Linked DNA regions of Mus musculus: region 2 is linked to region 1. The links are chromatin contacts, called in public Hi-C maps. All regions are on one chromosome and are shown on one strand. Each heading gives the region's core, a stretch centred on a gene start, on an enhancer-like site or on the middle of the called end of the contact. The rest is flanking DNA. Distances are from core to core; before and after follow the strand shown. Region 1 has its middle 80 kb from the start of Gm24869. Region 2 has its middle 25 kb from the start of Gm24869.

The links. Hi-C and Micro-C count contacts between places; a contact is called where the count stands out from the background.
Region 2: a Hi-C map of group 2 innate lymphoid cells shows a contact between it and region 1, with 2.1 times the contacts expected there. The contact joins two enhancer-like sites. A contact is called at or near these places in 2 of 15 datasets of contacts at CTCF or cohesin (CD8 T cells and pro-B cells), 19 of 484 Hi-C or Micro-C datasets (the CH12 cell line, ECoMG-derived neutrophils, the P5424 cell line and 12 more) and 2 of 115 datasets of contacts at active chromatin or transcription factors (CD8 T cells and bone marrow-derived dendritic cells).

Annotation. Positions count from the first base shown.
Region 1 is chr4:102,655,434-102,658,322 of GRCm38.p6, reverse strand. No RefSeq gene overlaps it. Among named protein-coding and RNA genes, the nearest start is that of Gm24869, 80 kb to the left of the region's middle. Within about 2 kb of position 1,597, at least 53 of the 459 cell types and tissues checked have an H3K27ac peak or open chromatin away from gene starts, as enhancers often do. A contact at or near this core is called in CD8 T cells and group 2 innate lymphoid cells, where this site is marked.
Region 2 is chr4:102,710,408-102,713,370 of GRCm38.p6, reverse strand. No RefSeq gene overlaps it. Among named protein-coding and RNA genes, the nearest start is that of Gm24869, 25 kb to the left of the region's middle. Within about 2 kb of position 1,425, at least 21 of the 459 cell types and tissues checked have an H3K27ac peak or open chromatin away from gene starts, as enhancers often do. A contact at or near this core is called in CD8 T cells and group 2 innate lymphoid cells, where this site is marked.

The sequences.
Region 1 (2,889 bases), core at 348-2,847:
TTTTTTAATCTCTTTTACTCTTTTACACATGACTTTTGAACTCTTTATCAGGACATTCTCATATCTGTGGGTTTTGAGATTGTCCAGATTTTCATTTCTTTCTCTCTGTATTTCTTGTGTTTATTTAATTAAGCTGTTGACTACACTATTGGATCTAAGTTGTATGATCTAAAACCCTAGTTGGGTGGCAATTGCAGAGTGACATCAATACTTAGTTCCAGGCAGTCAAGCCTCCTCAGGCTCACTGATAACTCACAATGCATTAGTCTGTAACTGTCACTATTTAGTTCATAGATTTATTTTCCTTCACTCCCACAAATGCATCAATACACTAAAATCATGTCTATTATATTAACATAACTATTCATTTGATGATATTTCACCTGGAAGGTCCTATAAAATACACCCTTTTCCTCATATACCATTCTCCCAGAAGTTGATATATATATATGTGTGTGTGTGTGTGTGTGTGTGTGTACCTTTGACAAGTTAAAGGTTAAGGATTTTGATAGTCTAGAATCCTAAGGAATTTTGCCTCCATGTTCTAGAAGGGTAAGACACCTTCTAGTTCTCTAAGGCCATTCCCTCCACACTCTATTTTTCCAGTAAGAGAAACAAAGGCTAGGGATAAAATAACACTTCCATTATAAACAATGAATACTTATTCCAAATTACTTCAGCAATTGAAAAACAAAGACATGATTAGAACTTTGTACTGGAAAGCAAGACATTTTTTTTTTCTCAGTTTAATCTGGAAGTTTGTGAATTAGAGTCAGAAACACATCCAAAGGCGACATCAAAGAGGAAGCTGTCTTAACAGCTGGCTGTGTGGCCCGTACAGGTCACCCAGGGTGACAGGCAAGGGCGCCTTCTCCGCGTTTTAGGAACAAAACATAATCTCACCCATCGCAAGTGTGGTTGCCACTTAGAAAATAGAATCATAATAAAGAGGAAGTAAAGAAGTTTGGCTTATTGTCTGCTGTTCTGGACTTGGACATATGGTTTCTCTTCAGGCACCATACTTTGTGCTTTTTAATCACTGATGTTTTCTCCAACAGTATGTGGGTTATTTGCCTATAATCTTAGTATTGGGAGGTCCAGGCAGGAAGATTGCCAGGTTGAGGTCAGCTTGGGATGCATAATGAGGTCAGTGCCAGACTGAGTCACATAGCAACACCTTGATCCCCAACACTCCAAATCTGAGGATGCAGCTCAGTGAGTAGAGTGCTTGCCTTGCATGTCCATAGCTCTGGGTCTGATCTCGACTGCCAGATAAAGAAAAAAAACAAAAGAAAAATAACAACAGAAGGTAAAATGAAGAGCCAGAATTAGCACTCAGGAATTAGCTTTCTCAGACTGCTGTCAACTGGGGGTTCATCATCCAGGAAGGTTTTTCAAAGCTCTCTCCCCCCTCAAAAAATACTCACATACAGACACTAGGCTTTAAGTCTGTACGTTTTAAGACTCTGAGATGATGAGGTCACTGTGGGTCATAGAAGAAGGAAGGAGAAGAATCTGTCTTCTCGGAACTGAAGACAGAATTAAAAATAAAGACAGGACACAAGAACCATTTTTAGGTGCAATATTGCTTTTCTGCCACTGGATGGTGGTGTAAAACCACTCATGCACACAGAAACAAGGGCTTCCTTTCCGGCCTGCCAAGCAGGTTCACTTTGGTCTTAATTTTTACAAACAACCTCAGTGTGGATGCTATACAGTTTCTCCTTTCTGAGCAAAGTTAGATCCATTTTCAAAGTTTTGCAGTGACATGCCTCCTAAAGTCAGGTCCACACTGAGGTGGTTTATCAGCCCTGACACTAGGAAGACAGACGTATCTATAGAATAAGTTTTCTCGGTTTTGACCAGGGTGGTAGTATAAATTAATTATTAGAAAACAAGGAAACCAGTGACTCTCAGATTTGGGTCCATTCTTAATAAACTCATGCATGATTTTTCTTAAGTAGAAATATTCAAACTTGACTATCAACAAGCCAAGAAATCTTCAGAGACCATTCTAAGCATCAAGGTGGGATGTTAGTGGTGGCAGTGGTATGTGAGCGTGTGTCTGGATGTGTAATGAATGTGTTTTGTATGTGAGTATGGTGTGGGTGTATGGATGTCTGTGTCTCTGTGTGTGTACATGTGTTGTATATGTGTATATATGTATGGTATGCGAGTATGGTATGGGTATATGGAGGTGTGTGTGTGTTGTATATGTGTATATGTGTGTGTTATGTGAGTGTGGTGTGGAGGTGTGGGTATGTGAGTTAGTGGTTGGATGACAAGTATGTGAAAGGGGAATGAAAGCAAAACCACGTCTTTCATTTATTTTGAAATTCAGTTCTTCTATGTTGGGGTGGGGTCTGTTCTAGTTTTCTTCTTGGAAAAGTAATTGTTCATTAGAAGAAGACTTAAGCAAGCTATGCAGCTCAGTTTCCCTGCTGCCCCCTCCAGCTCTTACTTTTGTAGTTCTAAGCTCCCTAGCTACATGGCTGAATTTTTCTCTCTTGCCTGCTCACAGGCATACCATGAGGCTGTGGGGTTCCAGACCAGCCTAAAATCAGCAATCTGTGGCTTCGTGCTCACCTGAAACCCTTCTTCGTTTGCTCTTTTTGGTTCTGTCTTCTTGCTGTCACTATTAACTGTGGCTTCTTGACCCAAATCAAGTCACCACGCCAGGCAAGCGCTTTTGGGGAAGGACTGGAGAGACCCAGAGATTACATGGGACTAGGTGTAATTATAGAGAAGAAAATACGGTCTTCTTACAGAGAGCAAGAGGAAGTACGCAGACAGATCCTGAATGTCAAGGCCCTTGAGTGAGAACTCACCACGCTAGGGCAGGCTGTGCACAGAGGCAGGAACAAAATGCACAGAGAAGGGGGCAGAGAG
Region 2 (2,963 bases), core at 176-2,675, 55 kb before region 1:
CTGTGTGATGGAAATCCTGCAGCTTTGGATCTGCAGGACTGTCCATCATGTGTTTCAGCTGATCATAGGTGAGGTAGATGTTGGGGTGGACCAACTCAAAGCCTTGGATCTGGGCCTGAGAGGTATCTGAATTGGTCAGCCTACCAACTCTCCTGTGCGCAAATCACCAGGGTGGGCTCTTGAGCACTGCTCCAGCTGGCTCACCCAATGCCATGTCAGTTCTCCTGCTCTCATGCCCTTGGAGCTGGCTCTCCCCTCCGCTGCCATCAGGGTTAGTTTTACTGTGCTGCTAGGTGAAGGATAGGGCTAGCCAGCTCTCCCTAGCATGGTAGCTGATTAGGGGCAGGGGCAGCTCAACACAGTGCCTCAAGTGACAGTCCAGACCAGGGATATATGCATGGTCTTGGGTGGCAACGTGGACCTTGGGCATCAACACAGACCTTGGCTCCCAAAGTAGCATGGACTCAGAAAACATGGACCCAGATGTCCCCATGGCCTTGGGCCTGCAGCCAGGCCACTTAGATCAGCATGGACCTTGGGGGCAGCATAGCCCTCTGATATCCACATGGTCTCCAGCATACACCCAGATTATGGAATCCTCTTGGCTGTTGGTGGAAACTTGGGCCACAGACTTCGGCACAGTCCACAGCTGAAGCAAGACCATGGACCCAGCCATGACCCTTGGCAGCATCTAGGGTCAGGAATTCACCATGATCTCCTCGTATCTGCATGTTCCTTACTACCACTGAGTCTCCAGTTCCACCTTTGCCACAGTATACTCATTCCTTTGCTTCACATTTCTCTTCAGTCTTTCCACCACATAGTCCATCCTCCATCTTTCCCATCTCTCCATCACACATTCGTGCAGTAGTGGTGCAGGAGGCAGGTGCTCAGGTTTCTCCCTTCCAATTTGGTGGCCTGGGCAGGTACATCAATCTTGTGTATATGTGTGTGTGTGTGTGTGTGTGTGTGTGTGTGTGTGTGTGTGTGTGTGTGTGTGTAGACAAATGAAATCACTGCAATTACTTTGAGCACATGTGATTGGGAATGAGAGCCAACAGGATATCTGGAATTCAGTTCTTTTACAGTTGTTCTCGACTGAATTCTCCTCAGAATACTTTTGTTCTGTATACAGAGGGGTGTGCACATACTCTCAATATTGTAGCTACATGTAATGAGGAATCACTGAGAACCTTAAGAAGGTAATTGCTTGTTCACATCAGAATTTGGGGGAAGATATTTAGCTGAAGAAGAGAAAACTCTACAGACAGGACATAAACTGGAGGAATTGGCACCAGAGGCTAAAGCAATACATCAAAATCAGTATAAACCACAGAAGGAAACGAGGTGGGGAAGAGATGCTCAAAGGCTGTAGAGATGGAACCACAGATTACCACTGATCTCCTCCGTGTTTCACTAGAACCTGCATGAAAAGAACCACAAAGAGTGATGGGTGAAAGACACAGTCATATGTTGCTTGGTAATCGGGATACCTTCTGAGAAGTGTGTCCATAAGTGACTTTGTTGTGAGAACATCATAGCGATTGCTTACATAAATTAAGATGGTGGGTGATAAAATATCTTTGAATGCTGGCATTGACCTCAATTTCACAGTGTAAAACTACATACATTATATGTGAAATTACATTGAGGGTTTTTTTTTTAAATATCTGTAGTGATCTCCACTCAAAAGGAAACTGTCAAGAAATTATGAATCATTTGTTAGAGTTGAGTATGTTTTGGAAAGAGGCATAATAAATCAACATCTGTGAACAAACTATTTTGGTAAACTGGGTTGTGTCAAATACTGAGAATGAATTCTATGTAAACACCATGTCCTTTCGAAGTTATGTCTATGTGGTTTCTGGAACCTCAAGAGGAATCAGCCTCTGACTATTCTCCTTTTTGTATTGACTTGTTTACAGTTTGTTTCTTCTGTCCTAGACCTGGATGTTGATTGCATCTTCTTTCTTAGAGTTGTAAGTTGGCGTTTATTATGGAATTTAGCATTTAGCTTCACCTTTATTTATTGCTGGTAGCTCTTACAGATTTTAAGGTAGACTTTTTCAAAGATGGAACTTGAGTGTCAGGACACTTGAGTTTGGAGACTGTGGAGTATTCATAGCCTCATTATTGAACATGTCTCTGAGTGTCCAATGCAGGACCACTCACTCAAAGTGTCCCTGTAGATTCTAGTATCTCTTGGTATTTTCCGTGTCATGATGATCCTCTAGAGAAGATGTCTTCTTTCTCTAATTTCTTTATTAAATAATAGAGGCCCTGTTACTATGCAAAGTACAGTTTATATAAATTACTCATCCTGTCACACCAGGAGTCTTACAAGGCCAAGAAAACAAAACAGAGAAGCACTAAGTCTCTGCTCCAAACAGTTCTGTCTTGGTGTTTTTCTTAATTCTTAGTAATAGGCAAATCCCTGATATTTTCAGGTAATCGAGGTCATGGAGACTCACTTAAGCATTTTTAATTTTCAAATGTAGAGTTGCGTGAATGCCACCAAAATCACATAAAGGGAATGAATGACTCGCTTCCACTATTAACGGATAACCCAAGCTACAGAATTGCTTTCAGTAGCAGGGAAGGATGCTTGGCAAGAAGAGTAACCTTTAAAGAGTAACAATTGGGTGAAGCTAAGACCTTTCTGCTCTACATAATGACGCTATAATAGCTCTACAATCTCCTAGTCTAGGGACACACTGCTTGCATAGATACAAAATCCAATAAAGGCCTGCAGCAAGAGTGTGGCCCTGTGCCTTGAGGAAGGTTACAAAAGATGGTGGCAACTTGATGGACTAGGTGTGGTCAGCTGAATATTGGATGCACAGTTGGGAAGAGACGTAAACATTGCCAGCCTCCTGGGCTGTGAGGCCAAAGTCCTTCTCTTCCACACATTGCTTTGATTGACACATTTATTTCTTTTTTCTGTCCTGGGTACATCCCAGGCA